4 separate regions of the Mus musculus genome follow, and regions 2, 3 and 4 are each linked to region 1. A link is a contact called in public HiChIP or PLAC-seq and promoter capture Hi-C data. All regions are on one chromosome and are shown on one strand. Each heading gives the region's core, a stretch centred on a gene start, on an enhancer-like site or on the middle of the called end of the contact. The rest is flanking DNA. Distances are from core to core; before and after follow the strand shown.

Region 1 (5,546 bases), core at 928-3,427:
AATTTTTAATTTTGCGTGTATGAGTGTTTCGAAAAATGTACACATGTGTACCATATGTGTCAGTGCCACTGGGAAACAGAAGAGCGGACCCAATCCCCTGGAACCAGAGTTACAGAAGGTTGTAAGCTGCCACGTGGATGGTGCAAACCAAACTTCAATCTTCTGCGAGAGCAGCAAGGGCTCACAACTGCTGAGTCAGCTCTGCAGCCCCAACTTTAATCAGTATTTTAAAATAAAAAGATTTTGTTTACCTTGTATTGACCTCGAAATACAGCATACAACACTCGATTTAGATTCCTCGCAATCAAATATTTGATTGCCACATGTAGCTCTAAAGCTCTGCCCATACTGAGTGTTATGTGGTCTTCTTCATTAAACAGATGAGGTGGGCCTGACTTGGTGGCCCATACCTGTAGTCAGTTATTAGGGAGCCTGAGGGAGGGGAATCTCTTGAGCCCACTAGTTTGAGACAGCATGGACAAAGAGAAGAAAATAACTGAAAATAACCCACCAGCCTGAGGCATTGCTGCAGTCCTTTATCTCTGTACCCCCCCCCCATCAAATCTCTGAAAAGAATTCTTTTTCTTTGTTTCTCCTTCTTCGTTTTCTTTCTTCCTCCTCCTCCTCCTCTTCCTCCTTCCTCATTTTCCTTCTCCTCCTCTTTCTCTTTCTCCTCCTTTTTGTGACACAGGGTCTCTCCATGTAGCCTGTCCTGGAACTCACTTTGTAGACCAGACTGGCCTTGTCTCAGAGATCTGCCTGCCTCTGGGATCAAAGGCATCCAACGAGCATTGGCTCTGAAAAGAATTTTGAAGGAGGGTTCCTATGCTTTATCTGAAGGACATGTCAGACATACAGCTCTAAACTGATCCAAACTGGCTACTAAGTCAGCTTTTAGCAATCAGATCTAAATACCTCACCAACAAATTTTATCCTGACAGCCCTGCGATTAGTAGGACACCCCTTAGAAGGACAATTATCCCCACTGTGACAGGATGATCTACAATACCTCACCAACAAATTTTATCCTGACAGCCCTGCGATTAGTAGGACACCCCTTAGAAGGACAATTATTCCCACTGTGACAGGATTGTCACAAGAACTGGTGCGAAAGCATCTAGTCCTTTGGGCTAGTTGCCATTTAGGACTAAAAAAGGGCTAAATACATTTAATGCAATAGCACTTTGTGTTAGATTCTAGTCTAGTATCGACAAGAATCACATAGCAGAAAAACGCTGCGAAATTTCTACCTGTAAATTAAGAAAGACATTTCCACCAACCAGGAAAGGACCACTTGAAGGGGCGGGGTGGGGGTGTCTTATAAGTAAAAATTGAAAATCATAAAACTTAATCCCCTTTTATTGAAAGGAAGTGATTTTCCCTTATGACATTCAGCAAATCCCTAAGGGCTGTGATGAGCACGCTGCATCCCTTTCTCTACCCCCAGAGTCTCTACTAAGTGGAAAAAATATTTTAATGAGCAGCTCTATGTTCTCTCCAGGGTGCTCCTGAAGTATCTACAGAAAAAGACACCCCATGGAGTAGGGTCTGCGCTCCCAGAACTGACTGAGAGGTCAACTGTTTTAAATAGGCACTGCCTCACAGGAGCTTGGCTCCTGGATTCTCCACCTCCAGGAGTCCTGGGCGGGGGATGCTCCAGGGGCGTCCGCATCTTGCAAAGCCTGACTTGAGCCAGCCCAGATTCGCCGCCGTGGCCCACTTCCCAGTCCTAGACTGGACCAAGGCTGTCAGCCCCTAGTGGAAGCCACACCCGCGTGGACAGCTCACAGTTACTGTTGGGAGCCGGGCAGGAGTCTGTGTCCTGGAGGCGCACGGACCGCAGGTTCGTACTGAAGCCCCGGTGCGGAGCCTCGAGCCTCCATCGCCGGGTGGGCTTCCGATCTAAGGACGCTCGGGCTCTTCTGGTCAGGTCTCCTGAACAGCACCCTCTCGGCCTTCGCAGTTCCCGGGGATGGGGTTCACCCGGCCTGCGGGACTAGATCCGCATGGCCTGCTCCCTTGGGGTGCAGGATTCGCCAGCTCTGGCCGGGGAAGACCCCCAGCCTTTAGTGCACCCCCGGGGCCGCGACCGTGGCGGGCCTTGTGCACCCGGAACCGTTTCCGGGGCGGAGGCTTTCTCGCAGCTGACCCGGCGCGGACGGTGACGCGCAGGCCCAGGCGGAAGTGCGGGCGGAGGATCCCGAGCCGGATCCCGAGCCGGGCGCGGGGCTCGGGGCTCGCAGGAGCGGCTGGCTCCCGCGATGGCGAGCCTATGGTGCGGAAACCTGCTGCGGCTGGGCTCGGGGCTCAGCATGTCCTGCCTGGCGCTGTCGGTGCTGCTGCTCGCGCAGCTGACAGGCGCCGCCAAGGTGAGTCCCGCCCCGCCCGGCTCCTGACAGGAGCTCCGCCCCTGCCTCTGGCCTGGCAGAAACTGGGGCTGACCACTTGCTCCCCACTCTCCGGTCTCCCAATCCGACAGCCAAATCCCCCCGACCCCGCTTCACAGCCCGGGCTGGCCCTCTCTAGAGCATCCTAAGCCTTAGCCCCAAACAGTGCCAGAGCGGGGTCTATAACCCTCTGCCTCTTGACATTTCCCTTCCCAGCCCCGACGGGACACACCCGGAACTTTCCAGCCCTGGGAGCTTTGAACTTTCCACCCTTAAACTTGGGCAGCTCTCAGCCCCCAATCCAAACGGTGGGAAACCCTCATCTCCCTGAAATCTTCTCTAGTAGGGACTAGCTCCCCTCACCCTCATCTCCCCGAAGTCTTCCCTACTAGGGACTAGCTCCTCTCAACTCATTGATAAGCAGATTCCCTTGCCATGGTGGGGGCTCGAATCTCATGGCAACTACCCGTTCCCAGAAGGACCTGTAGGGCCACCCCACTAGCCTGATACTCTCACCAAGATCCCCTCCAGGAAAACACACACACACACACACACACACACACACACCCCTCTTCTGATAATTTACTAGCCTAGGAGAGAGGTGACAGGAAGTTGTGTCCTATTCCTCACTGTGTTTCTAAACCTTTTGGTCCCCATATATTTTCTGGTGACCCAGAGCTGTTCTGGCCCAAGAAAACATGTGCTTTCCTCCCAGTGGGCTAACTAATTTTGGGGCAAAATAGAAAGACTCCACGGTGTAGTGGGAAATAGTGACACTGCATTTTTAAAAAGTTTTATAATATTTTTAAATGTTATAAAGGGCTGGGAAAGATAGGTCACAGGTAGGCAGGTGTTTTTGAGCAATTTGGTTTTTTTTTTTTTTTCAGTCTTTCTGGTGTCATCAGAAATAGGGACAGCAAAAAGTTTCCCAACTTTTGAAATACTTCTAGTATGGACTCTCTGTATGGATGTCAAACATTACCATTTTATGTAGTGTATCATGATATAAACATCCGTCTCCCCTTGATAGGATTTGTCCCAGGAAACAGGAGCTGTGTCTTTTGCTTCTCTGAGTCCTCCTCATTGAGCACAGGCTCTGGCACAGTGGTTACTGATACATTTAGGACCTGTCAACAGCTCTGCCAGACATTTCATTGTACCTAGGAGTGGTGGATATGTCTCAGTGGGGACTAATGAGCCACAGCCTTCTCGAATAAACAACCCTTTGCTGAGAAAGCATCTCTTGGATTTATGCAGCATTTAATGCCTGCTTGCTTTGCCTCCTGAAACTCGTATTGCTAGGAGTTGCTTTTCTTGTCAACCATGGATTGCCAGACAAGTTTCCTGGGGGACAATGGGAAGATTCAAACTACTTTCCCTTTTGACTTCCCTTCTAGCACTGGCTGAGTGCCCCTCAATCTTCATCCTGTTTATAGCTCACTCAGCCCCTTTTATCCATGCCCAGTGCCTTTCTCCCAAAAGGAAAAAGTTAGAAAAGAAGAAATTAGAAGAATTCTGACTCTCCTCACCCTATTGTGTTACAGATTGAATTGGCCTTATGCATGCTAAGCGTATGTGTTAGCACTGAGCTAAACCCATCCCCAGCCTACACCTGTGACTTGCTTATAAATAATCTTTAATTCCCTTCTCCCCAATCCCTTCATATCCGAATATCTCTTTGTAGGCCCTATTGCCTGTCATGATATGCTTTTCTAGTGGCAGGTAGATGATAATAACACAATTGATTGTCATGCAATTCATAAATGAGTTTAATAAGGCACAGATAGTGTCTTACAGATTTTAGGAACTTGTATCTCTCAAACCTAAATCTTTATAATGGTTTTAGAATATCTGACAGGGATACTTAGCAAAATGTACATGTGTAGATTTAAAAAAAATATTGACGATAAACTATAAAGAAGTTATAGTGTTTTCACTTTTATTGCAGAATTTTGAAGATGTGAGATGTAAATGCATCTGCCCTCCCTATAAAGAGAATCCTGGGCACATTTATAATAAGAATATATCTCAGAAAGATTGGTAAGTGTCTCGGACCAAGGTATCACCTGCTACATAAACCGTGGCTCCTACTGTTAACTCAGACTGTTCTTATGATGTCTCATTTTGTTCCTAAGCAGAAGTGTCAGATCTTAGACTGGGGTCCTGAGTGTCTGATACAAGTCTAAAGGAATACTGTAGCCTAAACAGAAAGCTCTAGGCCGGGGAGGTTTCATTTCAGATGGGACTGAGTTTATTGTACTAACTACCAATAGCTACTCTCTTGTGCCCTCTTAAACTTTGGTCAGGGATCTTTCTCCCTCTTTTCAGTGAAAGGCAAATTGAGCCTTCTTTATCTGATGTATAAATTTTTTTAATCACTTAAAATATTTGTGTGTGGTCATGTCCACAACGGGTATCTGTGGAGGTCAGAAGAGGATATTGAATTCTCTGGAGCCAGTGTGATAGCTGCTTGTAAGATGACCAACTCCGGTGCTGGGAACTGAACTCCTTCCTGTCCTCTGCAGCAGTAGCTAGCACACTTAACTAACCAAGCCATCTCTCCAGCTCCTGGTCTATAATTTTACAGCTCCTACTGTGAATGGGAGTAGGGGGTTGTTTGGTTTGGGGTTTGCTTTTGCTCTGTGTTTTGAGACAAGATCTTACTATGTAGCCCAGATCAGCCTGGCACTGTTTTGTATACCTGTTGGCTTCAAGCTCCTGCTCCTCTTGCCTCTACTCCCCAGGCACAGTTTGTAAGTTTTGAGGACAGAGTGCCAAATATTGGAGGCTCTATTTAAGTTTCAGAGACTCAGGGATGAAGGAGAATAAAGGCTGTGCGTCTGAGTCCCTGCTTTGGGGTGTGTCAGGTAGTTCTGGTAGCTCAGATTAGGCTGAGACCTGGATCTTTCCGGCCTTAGGCAATGAGGCCGGCCTGTGACGCCTGGGGTCCTGATTGACTAGCTGACCCGGAGAAGCCTTCTCAGTTTATCCCAGTGGACTAGGAATGCAGTTTTTCCTGTGAGTGCCCTGAAACAGGAGGCAGCAGGTTATACAGCAGGATGGATATCCTTTAGGTGGGACTGTGATGTTACGGCCACAGTGGAAGATTGATGGGAATAGCCCCAAATGATAAGTACTTTGGTGTGTGCATGATTTCAA
Region 2 (5,546 bases), core at 1,265-3,764, 340 kb before region 1:
ATAGGCGTTTGTTTCTTAACTTATGTCCCAGGATGACGTCATCACGTCCTCCTTACCTTAGTCAAGACTCATTCCTGGACTGAATCTACTGCTAAGTACCAGCCCTTCCTTCCCGGTGCTGTGCTTCACCCAGACCCATTCATTAACTCTGCTTGTTTGAGACAGGGTCTCATCATGTACAACAGGCTGGGCTGGAACTCACTGAATTGCCTGCCTCAGGAGTGCTGGGATTAAAGTCACTCACCACCACACCTAGCCAGACCCACTACTTTAAAAAAAATTTATTTATGTATTTAAGCATTTTGTCTACATATACATGTCTGCACACCAGAAGATGGCACATTATAGGCAGTTATAAGCCACCATATGAGTTCTGGAAATTGAACTTAAGACCCTGGAAGAGCAGCCAGTACTCTTAACTACTGTACTACTATCTCTCCAGCCCAGATGCAGTACTTTTGAACCTCACAATCACCTTGGGATTCTGATCTTTGTCGCTTCATCTTTGACCCACACCAGCTAATGCCATTTGGATTCTATGGATGTGTGGGACGTAAATCCAGGCCAGAAAGTTTGGTAAGTTAGAGGAGGTTGAGACCTGGAGACTTGGTGGGCACACACCCCGAGGCTTAGGCGACTCCCAGCTCCTTGCCAGACTCCTGACTTGGAACATGTGCCATGCTTCTCACATAAAAGAGATGTGACCTGTGGTCACATAGGCCCAAAACAGAGTTCTCCATGCTAACGAGGTACCTAGAGGCCTGGAGGGCTTAGCCAATAAGCTTCTCTTTCTAGACACTTCTCCCTGCAAAAGGTATTTAATCTCAGGCCCACCCTGAAAAGGAGGGTATGTTTTTTTTTTCTTTTAGATTTGTTTATTTTATTTATTAGTATACGGCAGCTGTCAGGACCTCTGGAAGAGCAGTCAGTGCTCTTAACCGCTGAGCCATCCTCTAGCCTGAGGCTATGGTTTTACGCATCCATTTCCACCATGACAACAAACTGTTCAGAACCATGGTCTCTTCTCATCAAGATCTGATGCGGGAAGGAAGCTGTGAAGAAGGCCTTCGTCTACAGAGCCACAGCCTAGTCTCCTGTAGACCTCTCTGCGCTCCCAGCCACAACTACCACCACGCCAGCCACTGCCAAGCCAAGGACTATCCCCACTCACCAACCCCATTCCTCCCCAGAGGTCCCCCACCCCCAACCAGCTCAGGCATTCCCACATCTCAGACACAGTGCATTTTCCCACCCCTGGAGAGGTGTCTCTACCTTCCCTACAAACTCTCCCATCATGGGATAAGCGAAGTGGCCATGCCCTTTGGCAGAGCCTAATAGCCCCACGTGGATGCAAATATCTTCTACTGTTATTACTTCAAATAGTTCTTCTCAGCAGACCACGGAAGATCTGTGGGAGATCTGCCACTGCTGAGAGCAGTAGTTCTCAACCTGTAGGTTTTGACCCCTTCAGGGTCAAATGACACTTTCATAGGGGTCGCCTAAGACTATTAGAAAGCACATATATTTACATTACAATTCAAAACAGTAGCAAAATTATGGTTATGAAGTAGCAACAAAAATAGCATTATGGTTGGGGCCACCAGAACATGAGGAGCTGTGTTAAAGGGTGGCAGCCTTAGGAAGGCTGAGGACTGCAGCTCTCGAGGCCTAAGTACAAACATCATGCTTCCCACTCAAGGGTCTCCTCCACAGGCACCCAGCCTGTCTTTCAATTCCTGGTGAAGAAAAGATTTCACTTCCTTGGCTGTTAGTAGATACTTACATGTTGAGTCCCATCCTGTGATATGAGTGTGACTTGTTGACTCAGCCCAGACTGGGTTACTGTGGCTACTTGTGTAGATACAATGTCCTCTCCATCTACACCTGTAACATATGTGATCTGGGACCCTTTAAGAACATCATCACCTTGACCTGTTTAAAATAAATGAATAATTTACTTGAACAACCAATCTATTTAGACAACACTAGGCCTGTCCTTCTAGCACTTGGGAAGAGGAAGCAGTTCAAGGGCTGCCTAGGTTACACAGGGAGTTCAAGGCCGATCTAGGTTGTACAAAACCTTGTCTCAAAAAAAAAAACAAACAAACAAACAAAAGAAAGCAAATAGTTTTATATTCTAAACCCTGAGAAAAGTTTCAGAACTTCTTAACAAGTCCATCTTCACATCTGCCAGGCCAGGCCAAACCAAATCACACCAAACCCAACCCAGCCCAACCCTGCCCATCAATGTCAAGTGTTCTGGTTTTGGAAGGCCTCTCCTTTACACTTAGCTGTGATGATTATGGGATGCTGTGCACATACGCACAGGGGACACAGAAGGGAAGAGCCATATACACAGACATTTGCCCTCTTGGCTCCTGAAGTCACTTAAGTCTCAGGAAGGTAATAAAAGAGTCTATAAGCATTAACCACAAAACCAGAATGGCTTGTACACAGTCTACCAACCTACTCAGTCTTTTACACACGTGACTGACAGCAATCTATTAGTACACAATGACATCATTGTGTAAAGACTACGCATGGCTATAAATGTAGTGACTATCTGGGCTGAGGTTAATCATTTCCTAAGTGACTAAACAAGAACTCCATCCAGTTCAGGTACATTTTTCTTCCACAAAAACCAGCACATGAATGACAATTTCAGCAGCAGAACTACTCGAGTGGGTGACTGGCCTCTCTCTCTCAATACTGGCTAACTCCCACGGAGCAAGGAAGAAAGGGAAACTTTACCTGTTCAAAGAAGAACTTAAGACTGTACTACTAATCTGAGAATTAGGATATGAAGGATTTCAGTGTCAGGTCTAACTATCATGTGTTCAGATGGCAGCAGTCACTGAGGTGTAATGTTCTTCCCTTTTTTCCCCCACAGTTATTTATACACCATTATTCCCAAAGATTATGTCAAAACCAGAGATTATGTCAGAGAAAGCACAGATCTGTATTTTTTGAAAAGTAATCATAGTTGGGTTTTTTGTTTGGTTTGTTTGCTTGTTTGTTTTTTTCCGGGGTTTCTCATGTGGCCCTGGCTGTCCTGGAACTCACTCTGTAGTCCAGGCTGGCCTGCTTCCGCATCCTGCATGCTAGGATAAAGGCAACACAACCACAGCCTGGCCAATCATTGCTTTTAAAATATACTGTATTATAGGCCATTTTACAGACTGAGAAAATCTCTTACAGTCTGAGATATCAACATATAAGGAGGAGAGTAAAGACATGCTGTGCAGGTCTTATAAATTACATTTGACATTATTAAAGTCTGCTTTTTTTCCCCCATGTGTAGTTGAGATGTGCATTCATGTCCATGCAGAGGCTGGGACTCCATGAGGAGTCTTCCTTGATAGCTTTCCACATCATTCATCAAGGCAGGATCTCTCAGCTGAACCCCAGAGCTCATGGATATGGCTAGCCTAGCAAGCCAGCACGCTCAGGGAGACTATGTCTGAATTCCAAGACTGGAATTACTGGTGAAATTCAACAGGCATTTGTGTGGGATCCTAACTCTGATCTTCACACTCGCTTGCACGGCACTCTAACAGTGGTGTCTTCTCCCAACCCCCAAAGCCTTTTTTTCTAATTAAAAGGATTTAGCAGTTGTTTCTTTCTTGTTGTGAATGAAAGCTTATACTCTCTACATAGGTGCAGTGGATCAGGCCTGTAAGCCCAGCATTTGAGAGGCTGTAGCAGGAAGACTACTCCAAATTCAAGGCTAGCCTGGGCTACGGAGTAAGCCTCTGCTGGAGGGTGGTGGAAGAAAGGGATGAGTTCTATATGCCTCCGGTGTGACTGCTTAGAGGCTTGTGGCTGGAGAGCAGTCTTGCACTGAATACATTTGAGCACGTGCTATTTCCCAAGTTTAATTATAAACTTAAATATTTCTGAACATTTCATTCAGGTGCTGAAAATGAGAAAAGTCTTTGCTTTCCTGGGAGGAACTGCCACACTGGCCAGGCTTTTTCCAGAGAGTCTCCAACTTGCTTTCCTCTCGTCAAGCACTGGGGGCTTTCCCATGTGCCAAACCTTCCTTTTATCTTCAAGTCCCCTTCTTCCCTTCCCTTCTCCCAGGCATTGCTTCTTTGCCTCCATCATCCCATCCACCTTTATAATCTTTCCAAGAACACAACATTTCTCCGGGAAGCCCTCTCTGCTTTCCCAGAGGATACAAGTTCTCCTTCTTCCACAATGCCGAGCACTGGTGTCTTTCTGCAGCACTTGTCATGACTATACAAATGAAACTGAAGGACTAGAGAAGACAGCATGGGTTATAAACTCACAACAGATATGATTGTTAAAGCACTCACCTGGGGGAGGCTCGAAGAAGGCTTCCTGCTCCTCCTCAATGGGCTCTGTGTCGTTGTGGGCTGTCCGTTTGTGCATGGCCAGTGTGGAAATCTGTTTGTACGTCTTCCCACAGTGGTTACAGTTGTATGGTTTAGAGTGAGTGTGAACGACATGGTGTTTATACAAACTGGAATATTCTGTAAACCGTTTGTCACACCCAGGAACTGTACAGACATATGGCTTTTCTCCTAAATGAAGAAGACATGCAAAAAGGTCAGTTTTTACATAGGTAGACAAAGTTACTCCACAGCTGAAGGGTGAGACTTTTAAAAATCAACAAGAGCACATGCTTAGCACTCATGACGCAGAACTCAATCCCTAGCAGAGGGAGTGTGTGTGCATCCTAAGATGAAAAGCACAGAAGAAAAATTCCCTATGGTTTTAACTTGGCTCAGAGGTTAAGGGTGCTTCATTTCCAGAGGACCAGAGTTCAGTTCTCAGCACCCGCGTAAGGCAGCTTCAAGCAACTGTAAGTTCATTTCCAGAAGACCAATACTGTTTTCTGGTCTACATGATTTCTACACTCCTGTCACATCCTTTCCCTCATATACATAATTAAAAAATATTATCTTTGTGAGGTATGTGGCACACGACCATAATCCCAGCACTTGGGAGACAGAGGCAGTTGGATCTCTGTGAGTTCAAGGGTAGCATAGTCCATAGAGTGTGTTCTAAGCCAGTATGGACTTCAGTGTGATTAAATACATGTGCCACCAGGCCTGAATTCATCTATTACTGAACCTGAAACTCACTGACTTGACCAGATTGGCTGACCTCCTGTCATTGCCTCCTCAAAGATAGGATAGCAGGCACATTTTGCTGTGCTCAGCTTTTTCTATGGGTGCTTGTATGCTTGTATGGCAAGTGTTTATCAAGGGAAGCAGCACTGCAGCCCATCACAGTATCTGGTATTATAGTGCTTGTATGATAAGTGTTTATCAAGTCAGGTGGCTCTGCAACCCATCACAGTAGCTGATACTGTAGTGTTTAACCAATGCTTTCAATTTTGGGCCAGGTGTCAGTAAGAGTTACAGATTAATCTTTAACACTCTTTGTAAATTAAGAAAAAATTATGTGAACTTATGTGTCTCTGTGTAGGTATGTGTACATGAGTGCAGGTACCCAAAGATGCCAAAAGAGGGCATCATGTCCCCTTGAGTTGGAGTTACAGGCAGTTGTGAGCCACC
Region 3 (5,546 bases), core at 1,660-4,159, 310 kb after region 1:
CAGAATTGAAAGTTTCTTGCATGGACTGTCCTATGGGGGCATAAAGTAATTATATTAGTTGGCAAGGGCTCTATACCCACAGCTATTTCTTTATAGAAGTGGGGGACTATCCTGAATTTTTGGATGGGCCTAATCTAATCATATGAGTTGTTCATTTATTTTGCAGTCCTGGCAAACCCAGGGCGGTACACATGCTAGGTGGGTCCTCTTTTGCTGAGTTACATCCCCAGCACTCACTCTGGTCCTGTAGAGCCTAGAACCTTCTCCAGATGGAATTAGAGGCCAACTAAATCTCAGAAGTGTTTCTGTTAGTAAATACATATACAGTGGGTGGCAATATAAAACATATTTCTTTTTAGTGGCTTATGAACCAAAAAAAGGAGAAACCCTGGCTTAGATAAGCTGGAAAGATTCTGCTACGGGGTTGGGACATTCTTAAAACCGCTTTAAAGTTAGGCAGAGTGGTGCATGCCTTATATTCCAGTACCCAGCAGGCAAGTGGGTCTCTGTGAGTTTGTGGCCAGCCTGGTCTACACATCGAGTTTTAGGACGCCTAGAGTTGTATAGTGAGTTCTGTCTCAAACAAAACAAACCCTCTAACAAATGCAGAGATGTCACAAATATTTTACTTACTGTCAGGGGAAAAGCTCCATTCTTATTTAAAACTTATTTATTTTTATTATTGTGTCTGCACATGTGTGCACATGTGCTTGTGCCACGGTGCATGTATGGAGGTCAGAGGACAACATGCAGGTGTTGGCTTTCTCTTACCTTTGCATGTGTTCTGGGAATGGGACAGGTTGTCAGGATTGGTATCTTTATCTACTCAGTGTCTTTATCTACCAAGCCGTGCTTGCAAGCCACTGATATCGTTTCTTAATATAAGCAAATGGAGCAAGGCTGATGCTAAAGACTTGCGATAGGCAGAGTTCCAAGGGGAAGATAAGGTGGTACACTCAGCCTTAAACATTTTGGAGGGTATCAGTGAGACAGCTCAGTGGGTAGAGGTTGCACATATGCAGGCCTGAACTTGTTTGAACTGCAAATCCCACAAGGTGGCAGGAGAGAACTGAGCCCCAAGAGTTGTCCTCTGATCTCCATATAAACACGGCAGAGATACATGTTCATATGCACCCAAATAAATGGACCTGTGTGTATGTGTGTATGTGTGCGTGTGTGCGTGTGTGCGTGTGTGTGCGTGTGTGTGTTTAGGCTAGAAGTCAGCTTTAGGTGGTGTTGTTCCAAGGAACTGTCAACTTTGGTTTTTGACTGCTCACTGGTCTGAAACTTACCAATTAGTCTATGATAGCTGGCCAGTAAGCCTCAGGAAACCTCCTGTCTCTACCTCCTTAGTGCTGGGATTATTAGCATGTGCCTCTGTGCCCAGTTTTCAATTTATTTTTTTTAACTTGGGTTCTGGGAATCAACCTCAGGTACTCATGCTTGAAGTCAGTATTTTATCAACTGAAACTATCTTCCCAGACTACAAACACAGTGTGCTTCGATGGTCTGACCCAACTCAGAAAAAACAAAACAAAACAAAACAAAACCCTAGCCTACTGGTTCCTAACCAGTGCTAGAAACACATACACACACACACACACACACACACACACCTACCCACCCGTTCAAAACTGGGACCTATTTAATCAGAATCTCTGAGTGTATAATTTGTGAATCTACACTTAAACACAAAATAAAGTAAAACAAAAATTCCCGGTAGATGTCTGGTGTTGAGCAAGTTTGGGCATCACTGACAGACTGCAGGGGAGGACTCACCAGCATGCCTTTCCAACAATTCTTCCTACCAGTGTTGTCCCTTAACTAGGCTTTGTCAGATGTTTGAAGTTGTTTTTTGGAAGGGTCCGGAGTCTAAAAGCCTTCGTAGGGGTTTGTTAAAGGCGGATCCATGCATGTCACAGTTCAGTGAAGCAGATAGTAGTTTATCTCCTCAAACTCATGCTCAGACTTAGGCTTGGATGGGCAATCATGCCATCTTTCTATACAGGCAAGGGGGACATACAGAGTGCAAATTCTCACATCTCTTCCAGACTCTTGTTAGACGATAGTTCTGTAATTTTCCAGAACATTGCTTGGCCAAGATCCCAAAGTTCTATTAATATAGTACATGGCAGGGAGTATTTGTGGTTGAAAAATGGTTTCCAAAATGAAGTTACCAACTACTTGTGCCCATTTTGAGCACTTTTTTCCCTCCTATGAAAGCAACAGGATTAAGTAGTTGCCAAATGTACACCTGTAAGCAATAAAATTAATTGCTTTGCTGTACTGTTACTGGCTATCAATCACCTTAATTTTAGAAGACATCTGCCTTGAATAATTATGCTAGTCCAAGTAGAGTTGAATTTCTTCCCGACAGCTGCTGGAGAGAGGACCCGCCCACAGAAGCCATTCCTAGTTCAGATCAATAATAGAACATTAGCATACAGCTGTAGCCAGCTTTTCACGGCTCCATTGCTTGCGACATACATTGGAGATGGTCCCACAGAGGCTTGGGACAAGTCTAGAGATATGTTATTTGACTCGTCACGGGCCACTTCAGCCTTTCTGTGAGGATCCACACCCAGCTCTCAGCAGAGACGCCCTGACCACGTTCACATCGTATGAGGCCCCCTGGACGGGCGAGCCTCGCCGCACGAGCACCGGCCGCCTGGGCCATGACTGAGAATAAGTCGGAACATCCCGTCACGATAGCGACAGTGCTGTTGAAAAGCGTTTTACTTGACACGGTGCTCGAGGCAGGCTTCCCCGCTCCGTGTCTGGGGTGCGGCCCGCGGAGACCAGGCTCCCGGGCACGCGGGCGCCGTTGTGCGGCCCCCGCTCTCCTCACAGGCCTCACTTGCGCGCGGAAGGCTGGGGCTTCGCGTTTGCTGTCGCGCTTTGTCCCGGTGCAGACCCCGTCCACCTCCTGGGTCGGCATCCCGGGCCTTAGAAAAGTTCAGCTTCTTTAGGTGTGGCGTTCGGGGCTGGGGGACCACTCGGGTCCAAGTGTGTGCCTCTGTCAGGGGCAGCCCGCCGGCCGTTGTGGTGAGTGGCCTCGCAACGCTGACTCGCCCTACCCTGAGGGAAAAGGTGGGCGGGAGGGTTAGGCAGCCTTCGAGCCCCGTTGCTATGACAACCGCAGGCAAACGGGCCTCAGGGCTCCAGCCAGCGGTCGGCCAGGCGTCCTGCGCGGAGGAGGGTCCTGGGGATGATCACGGACCCTTTTAGGAGTCTCGGGGGACCCAAACACCCGGGACCTCATTTTCCCCTGGTCTGGTGTTTGGGGTGGTCCCTTGCTGCTTGGGTCCATCTTCACTTCCTCACTCCCATCCCATGTTCGCTACAGGAAACATTTTTGAAAGTTTAATGTGATCTCACTCAGGGTAAGTGTGTGTGTGTGTGTGTGTGTGTGGGAAAACGTCCTTAAAAGCCATGGAGTTGTAAGGGCTTGGTGTCTTTTTAATTTCCTAAGAGCCTGACATCTACTAGGACCTCGTTATGTGGTAGCTTCTTAAGTCTTTTTCCTTGCACAGAGTGGATGCTCAGGAGGCAGGGCGATGTTAAGAGCAGTCTCCAGATGATTCTGAGGACAGGGAATTTAAACCTGCTGTCTCTGTTTCCTAGACGCACGTTAGAATTTCTCACACCGTTGTCGGGTGAAATGAGCCTGTATGTGGTATTGCCCTGTGAATGACAAATAGAAAGTGGTTAAGTTAGTTGTAGGGGATAATTGCACATTCGGGGTGCTCCTCACGCCTAACCACAGCGGAGGAACCTTGCCCCCCCCCCCCCCCGCTGTTTTTTGGTCTGACAACCCACCTTCAACATCAGAGCAAGATCAAGCCAGCCTATGTAGGAGGAAGGATCTGCGAATGGAATGCCAAAGCAACAGATTTTGAACTTAAGCTTGCTCTCCTTGTTCTCCAGGTCATGTCTTCAAATTGTGAGCACCACACCGAGATACTACATATCTAAAAGTCTAGTCTGTGTAAGCCACCAGTGTTCTTTTCCTAATGAATCATATATCTATATCATTTTCAAGCCAGGAATCTTGCCCTCATCAGTACCCATTTCCCTTTCTCCTATGTCCATACTGCCATGACTTTGTGTTCATTTTGTCTTCAAACCAAATATCAGATCTAACCACTTCTGTTTCTTCTTCTATCACCCTAGTCTGGGCTACCATGCTCTTACTGTGTCTCTTGAAGTTACCTTCTAATTGGTCTGAAGTCAGTGTCCCATTTTAAAGTATTCCTATTTTATCTCTTGCTCTACAGCAGGAACAATATTTAAAATTTACAAATTGATTATGCTGAGCCAGAAAAATGGCTCCTTGGGTAAATAAATGTGCTTACCACCAAGTCCGATGACACAAAATTGATCCCCAGGACCCACGTGTTGGAAGGAGAGAACAGACTCCACAAATTGTACACAAAATAGATACATAATACATACATACATACATACATACATACACACACACACACACACACACACACACACACACACACACAGCACACAGGGAGGCCCTGAATTCAATCCTAGCACTCTAAATAAATACATAAGTAAATAAATAAATTTAGGCCAGGCCTTATGGCTAGCTTCTACTTGTTTTCTTCCTGATGTAGTCTCTCAGGTAGCTGGGATTGCAAGCATGCGCCTCTGTGCTTGGGGATACATAGACTCTTCTTCAGTTTTCCATCATGGCTTTTTGTCTCACTTCAGGACCTTTGCACATGTTCCTGTCCCTGCCATTGTTGTTCTCTTTAATTAATTCTTGGTCACCCTTAATATCCCAAGGCCAAATGTTTCCTCAAAGTGATCACTATATTTGATTAATTTATCTGGAACAAACCTCCTCAAACATTGGCCCTTCCGGCACAGTTATCTCCCTTCAGTAGCATTTGTGTGTCTGGCACACGGGGGCTAGGGGCGTTAATAACGAGCTGGATGCTTGAGTTACAACTGTTTCCCCATGGCATTCAGTCGTATATGAAAATATCATGCTGTGCCTAGAAGCACAGACTACAGAACCAGACAGATGGTTTACATGTTCATTCTAGTTCTATCACAGTTCCATGCCTGAAACCCGTGGGGCTGATGTTTCATTTTATTGAAGGGTGATATGGTGGATGGATGGATCCTCTGGGATCCAGAGTGTGTATATATTGTACCCTAATGGTCTGAATAAGAATGGCATCCATAGGCTTATATCTTTGAATGCTTGTGGGTGGGCTTTGGGGTTTCAAAAGCTCAAGCCAGGCCCAATGTGTCTCTCAGCTACTCCTCTAGCACCATGTGTGCCTTGTGTCACCGCTCTTGCTCCCTGCCACACTCCCCACCATCATGGTAATGAGCTAAACCTCTGGAACTGTAAGCCAGCCACAATTCAATGCCTTCCTTACTGAGATTTGCAGTGGTCATGGTGACTCTTCATAGCAGTAGAACACCAACTAATTGAACCCTGAATGTCATCAAGTACATTAACTTTTCTATGGTAAACTGAATCCACTCTTACTTGGGATAAAGGTGATACATAGGTTGAC
Region 4 (5,546 bases), core at 1,877-4,376, 270 kb before region 1:
AAAACAAGGGACGGAGATAGGAATGTAGTCAGAAAATGGAAACTACTCTACAATATAAGGAGACATTTGAAAAGATAGTTGAAGGAGTTGGTCAGGGAGATACCTTTATGAAGGGTTCCAGACCATCCAGATAAGATGAGCACACAAGCTCAGTACTCAAGAGTATGATTATATTTTCAAACTGAAAACTTTGCAAAGCTGGGCCTGGTGACACAGGCCTTTAATCCCAGGCAGGAGTGTACATTTCTGTGTTCAAGGACAGCCAAGTTGACAGAGCAAATTCTAGGCTATCCAGGAACTAAGACTCAAACACCCTCCCTCAAAAAATTAATTAAAATAAAACTGCTGAAAATATCTCCAGTTTTTAGCCATTGATTACCTCACTTAGTTAAGGGAATCATTCAAAAATGTCAAAGATCTTTTAACATGATGAGCAATGTTTAATGTCTAAGGAGTACAAAACAGCTTTAATGAATGAAAGAAAGTGTGCACCTTACCACACTGAGGTTAAATAAAAGCCTCTCAAAGATGTTCTTTTCTCATTCTTCAAGACTTATCTGGATTGTTTCCTAAGTCAGAGTAAACATTCTAAAAGTTACCTTAGGACAATTACCTAACAATCTAAATGTAGTAACTGAAAAACATACAAGAGCTAAAAATTACAGAAATGTCAGCCAAATTATACATTTTCTTTGGCAGAAAAGATTATCAGTATTCACTGTTCCATTGTACTCTAGAATAGCAGATCAATGGCTGAGTCAAGACTTTGATTAATATTTTGATTATTCCATTATCTTTTAAAACATAAGTAGTTAATATTTTCTCTGTCTATATATTATACTGGTGCTCATAATTAGACATGCAAAACTGGATGTGCTGGTACATGGGCTAGGAAAGCTGAGACAGAAAGATTACCCAGGAATCTGAGGCCAGCTTGGGTTAAGGGGTAAAACCCTGTCCAAAAAACAAAACTAAGCAAAAAAACTAGGAATGCAGTAACTGTTCACAGAATTTCACATTTGAAGTAAACATTTACCCAATCTTTATGTAAAAGAAATCAATTCTTTTAAAAAACAAATTTAAGAGCCCTGTGTATTCATGACAGAAATACCTAGGACAAAACTTTCAGGTTTTCTAGTATCTGGAAAGGAAACAGTCTCACTCTGCAGCCCAGGCTGGCCTGAAACTCCTGAGCAATCTATCTTCCTGCCTCGCCTCAGCATTCATTGTGCTGGGATTATAGGTGTAACCACATGATACTTGTTTTTATTACATGTATTAATATTCCATAAGCAGAATAATATTCATTGTACAGAAAATCCATCTAAAACAGAACAATTGATCCATTAACTTCTTGTATGATTTAATTACATTTTAAAGAGACAGTTTGTTTCACTTTACCATTTTACATCCCAAAGTAAGCTCTTGCCTAGGTGACTTTGGATCTAAAAATTTCAGTATACTATGATCCTTCAGCATGGTCTCATTTACATATAAATGACCTTTTCATTGTGAAATAATTTATTTGAACTGTGGGTGGTCTTGGATAACTGTAAATTCCTTGAAGGCAGGGTTATCTTTACTGCATGGTAAACTTGAGATGCTCAATTAATAGTCTCCCTGATGTTTCCTCTAAGTCAATGCTTTAAGATTTCTTTTCTTTTCTTTTTTGTTTTTTAAGAGACAGGGTTTCTCTGTATAGTTCTGGCTGTCCTGGAACTCACTTTGTAGAGCAGGCTGGCCTGGAACTCAGAAATACTCCTGCCTCTTCCTCCCAAGCGCCGGGATTAAAGGCGTGCACCACCACCGCTCGGCTAAGATTTCTTTAAACAAGGGTTTCTTTTTGCATTAAAAAAAAAAAAAGATACTTATATGTGTGTATAAAGCGTGCATATACAATTTAGTATTTGTGTATATGCAGTATACATATATATGTATATGAACACACACACACCAAAACACTGAGACTCAAAGAGACCTTACAGAGGCCTTTTTATAAACCTATTAAATTCTTACTAATATATAAAATAGCCAAGTTCAGAAAAAAAGAACGCTGATGAAATCAGTACAATAGAATATCAATATAACAGTTTTCCAAGGGGCACTGCCCAAAACACGTGGAAGAGAAACCAACTCTCCACTAATGTTGCATATGAAAGCTCTATAGGCTCTAGATTATCTCACTTGACCATCACAGCAACCGTACGGCCTAATTTCATGAATGAGTACAACTCAGGATCTGGAGGTGAGACTTGCCCAAGGTCACTCACTCCAGAAATCATTGAGGCTGCTATACCTAGAAGGTCGCACTTTATCTGACCCGTTCCACTACATCATCCCGCCTCCCAACTGTGGTACTAGGACAGTACCAGAGCGGGGATCGCACAGTGTAACCCACACTACCCCTGCCCTACCAGATCTGAAATCTGTCCCTAGCACCTCGCCGGCGAGAAGAAAGTTGTACCGGACAGGCAGGTCACTGATCCGCCAAGAGCACACACAAGGCTGTCAGGCGCAGCCCCCAGTGGACTAGCTAGCCTCCCCAGGAACCCCGGCCGACCGGGCGCCGGAAAGACTGGTCTGGGACACATCTCTACACCCTCCCAGTTTGTCTCGCCCCCTCCCGAGAGCAAACTGGGAGACAGCCAGAGGGCGGCGGGCCACGGGAGCCGGCCATGTGTCCAGACCGTCACGCCCGCCTAGCTCGGCCGGCTCCACACGCCCAGACCCGGGCCAGAGGCCCACTCGGAAGCCGACCGAGTGGCGGCCTGGACGCCGCGTCCCCACAGTGGAGCCTGGCACGGCGGTCAGATCTCCGCCCAACCTCTCCAAATGGGCTCGTCGGAGCTGTGCTCCGCGTCTCCAGCCAGGCCTGGAAGTCTTGGCCTGCCGGCCCACAAGCCCGCAGCAGCCGCTAGCCGGCCGTCCTTACTTCATTGAGCTGGCGCTCAGCGGCCTCGCGCAGGGCTGGGTCCATGGTGCCCCGGAGGGCCTCGATGATGGTGTTGGGATCCATCGCCGCGCGGTCGGTCAGACCCGGGACACCGGTGCTACTGAGGCAGAAATAGCGCCACTCACTGCGCACATGGACCGGCCGCGCTCCGCAGCGGCAACCGGCGCGAAAGGAAAGAGAAGCGCCAAGGCCCCGGATAGAACCTTCTCGCCTCGGCGTGGAGGCGGGAGATGCTCCGGCCACTTCCTGTCAAGTCTCCGGCGGAGCACCCTGGGAAATGTAGTCCCCAAACGCGGACACGGCCCACGTGGCTGGCTCCCACTGTAGTCAGTGAAAGGGACAACGTTCAAACGCCACAAAGAGAAAAGTAAAATAGTTACAAAATTTTATATGATATCCCTAGAGAATCTCAAGAAGTGTGTGATGCAATACGTTGTTACTAACTGTATAATTAAAAGAAATTTCTGTTTTGTTTTTGTTTTGTTTTTTGGTTTTTTGAGACAGGGTTTCTCTGTATAGCTCTGGCTGTCCTGGAACTCACTTTGTAGACCAGGCTGGCCTCGAACTCAGAAATCCGCCTGCCTCTACCTCCCAAGTGCTGGGAGAGTGCTGGGATTAAAGATATGCGCCACCACGCCCAGCTCTGTTTTGTTTTTTGAGACAGGCTTTTGACCTGAACTTGTTGCAATACCACTGCCTGAGCCTCCCAGATGGAACTTTCTCAACAATGATTTGAGATGAGTTTCTAAATGCCATAAAAACTGCTCCACTTTGATTCATTAATCTCATTTTGTAAGACTTTATCCTATATATTGAAGTTGTGCCTTATTAATGAGTGTTCAAATCTCAGCTACGTCATTATATAAATTATTTCTAAATTCAGAATAAATGCATAATGTCCATTAAAACTCCCTGTGTATGGATATTTAAACCTCTAATTCAGTAGTTCTCATCTTGTGGGTCTGTGGATCGTGACCCCTTTGTTGAATATCAGCTATCCTCTGCATATCAGATATTTACAGTATAATTCATAGCAGTAGCAAAATTGCAGTTATAAAGTAGCAATGAAAATGCTACTATCATGGTTGGGAATCATCATAATATAAGTAACTATATTGAAGGATTGCAGCAGTGAAAATATTGAGAACTACTGTCATACATCTCAAATCATTTTACCTTTAGAAATCAAATCAATTTTCAATTAGAATCTAAGGGAAGCTATATACTGAGCTTCAGGCAGGCCTGAGCTACAATGTTTGAACCTGTCTCACAAAGGAGCAACAGGGAGCTGTAGAAATGACTCAGTGGTTAGGACCTTATGTTCTTGAAGAAAGCAGGAATTCAGTTCTCTGTGTACAACATACTGTCCTTAAATTTGTAATCCTGCTCCACCCCACAAGTGCTGTACTACCATACTTGATTATAAATTCTCATGAAATAAGAATATTTTGGCCGGGCGTGGTGGCGCATGCCTTTAATCCCAGCACTTGGAAGGCAGAGGCAGGTGAATTTCTGAGTTCGAGGCTAGCCTGGTCTACAGAGTGAGTTCCAGGACAGCCAGGGCTACACAGAGAAACCCTGTCTTGAAAAACCAAAAAAAAAAAAAAAAAAAAAAAGAATATTTTGATTTTTTGCTTTAAATTCCTGCACTTAGAAGGCAGAGGTAGTCAGAATTCTGTGAGTTTAAAAACCAACCTGCTATACATATCAAGTTCTGCCTGGCTGCATACCCTGTCTCAAAAAAACAAACAAACAAAAACAAAAAGACCCTCAAAACAAAACTGTATTTACTTCTTATGGTTCTAATGTGTGCAGTGGCTGAAGTGATGTCTTCTCAATTCTCAGATTACTCATTTTGTCCCCCTTGAAACTTTCTTGCTCCATCTGGTATTTTGTTTCTGTCAATGGTGTTTATTCTTCATAGTTTTGTTTTTGTTTCCAGACAGGGTCTGGAACCAAACTCAGACTCAGGCTGGTTCAAATTCATTATGTTACATGACTTGCCTTAAACCAGTGATCCTCCTGCCTATCCCTTCTAAGCATTGAGAAGGCCAGGTAATGATTAATTCCATGTTGGATATTGTACATGTTACATGTCTGAGTGAGTTGCCTTATCTCTCTTTATGAATAAATGCATTGTCCAGATGAGCAGGTGGATTGTTTACAGTTCAGTAAAATACTTCCAGGTTTGGTTTCATGGGGTTTTTTTTGTTTTGTTTTTGATTTTTGAGGTTTTTCTTTGTTTGTTGTTTTGTTGTGTTATTAATTTTTGAAGCCGGTTTGCACATAGACCATTCTGACCCTCCACCTATCCGTACTGATGAATGACCTATTTTCTGCCTTTATCTTCAGCGTGATGGGATTACAGGTGAATACTATTATGTAGTCAGAATGAGAAATGGCCACAAGAATCAGGCATTTGAACACTTGGCCCCCAGTTGGTGGCACTGTTTGGAGATTTTTATGAGGTGCAGCCTTGATGAAGAAAGTATGTCACTGGAGACAGGGATGGGGGCCTTGGGAGTTGTTTACAGTAAATAAACCCTACCTACCTGCAGTCTTTGTACCTGCTTGGTGCTCTAGAAATTGGGGG

Evidence for each region. HiChIP or PLAC-seq counts read pairs in DNA pulled down with a chosen protein or histone mark. Capture Hi-C pulls out chosen DNA fragments and counts their contacts.
Region 2: a contact with region 1 is called in an HNF4G HiChIP or PLAC-seq map of pancreatic cancer cells. The contact joins the enhancer-like site here to the promoter of Tmem9b in region 1. A contact is called at or near these places in 3 of 39 promoter capture datasets (the HPC-7 cell line, hippocampal neurons and neutrophils), 1 of 484 Hi-C or Micro-C datasets (nephron progenitors) and 5 of 115 datasets of contacts at active chromatin or transcription factors (embryonic hindbrain, embryonic limb bud, extraembryonic endoderm stem cells and 2 more).
Region 3: a contact with region 1 is called in a promoter capture Hi-C map of adipose tissue. The contact joins the promoter of Stk33 here to the promoter of Tmem9b in region 1. A contact is called at or near these places in 5 of 39 promoter capture datasets (the C10 cell line, embryonic stem cells, liver and 1 more), 2 of 115 datasets of contacts at active chromatin or transcription factors (embryonic stem cells and trophoblast stem cells) and 1 of 9 other capture datasets (adipose tissue).
Region 4: an H3K4me3 HiChIP or PLAC-seq map of embryonic stem cells shows a contact between it and region 1, with 19 read pairs. The contact joins the promoter of Ipo7 here to the promoter of Tmem9b in region 1. A contact is called at or near these places in 1 of 484 Hi-C or Micro-C datasets (erythroblasts), 4 of 115 datasets of contacts at active chromatin or transcription factors (bone marrow-derived macrophages, effector CD8 T cells, embryonic stem cells and 1 more) and 2 of 9 other capture datasets (adipose tissue and pancreatic islet).

The regions. Positions count from the first base shown.
Region 1 is chr7:109,748,894-109,754,439 of GRCm38.p6, reverse strand. It overlaps Tmem9b (TMEM9 domain family, member B), which reads left to right and starts at 2,177. Exons shown (of 5, transcript NM_020050.1): 1 at 2,177-2,369; 2 at 4,336-4,427. The coding sequence starts at 2,262. It also overlaps the pseudogene 4930431P19Rik.
Region 2 is chr7:110,085,114-110,090,659 of GRCm38.p6, reverse strand. It overlaps Zfp143 (zinc finger protein 143), which reads right to left. Exons shown (of 16, transcript NM_001374618.1): 12 at 4,320-4,547; 13 at 1,784-1,932. Among named protein-coding and RNA genes, the nearest start is that of Zfp143, 26 kb to the right of the region's middle. Within about 2 kb of position 2,514, at least 49 of the 459 cell types and tissues checked have an H3K27ac peak or open chromatin away from gene starts, as enhancers often do. A contact at or near this core is called in extraembryonic endoderm stem cells and pancreatic cancer cells, where this site is marked.
Region 3 is chr7:109,436,416-109,441,961 of GRCm38.p6, reverse strand. It overlaps Stk33 (serine/threonine kinase 33), which reads left to right and starts at 2,909. Exons shown (of 14, transcript NM_054103.1): 1 at 2,909-3,045. 1700095J03Rik (RIKEN cDNA 1700095J03 gene) reads right to left here and starts at 3,344. Exons shown (of 2, transcript NR_152110.1): 1 at 1,780-3,344.
Region 4 is chr7:110,015,895-110,021,440 of GRCm38.p6, reverse strand. It overlaps Ipo7 (importin 7), which reads right to left and starts at 3,126. Exons shown (of 25, transcript NM_181517.5): 1 at 2,933-3,126. The coding sequence starts at 3,016.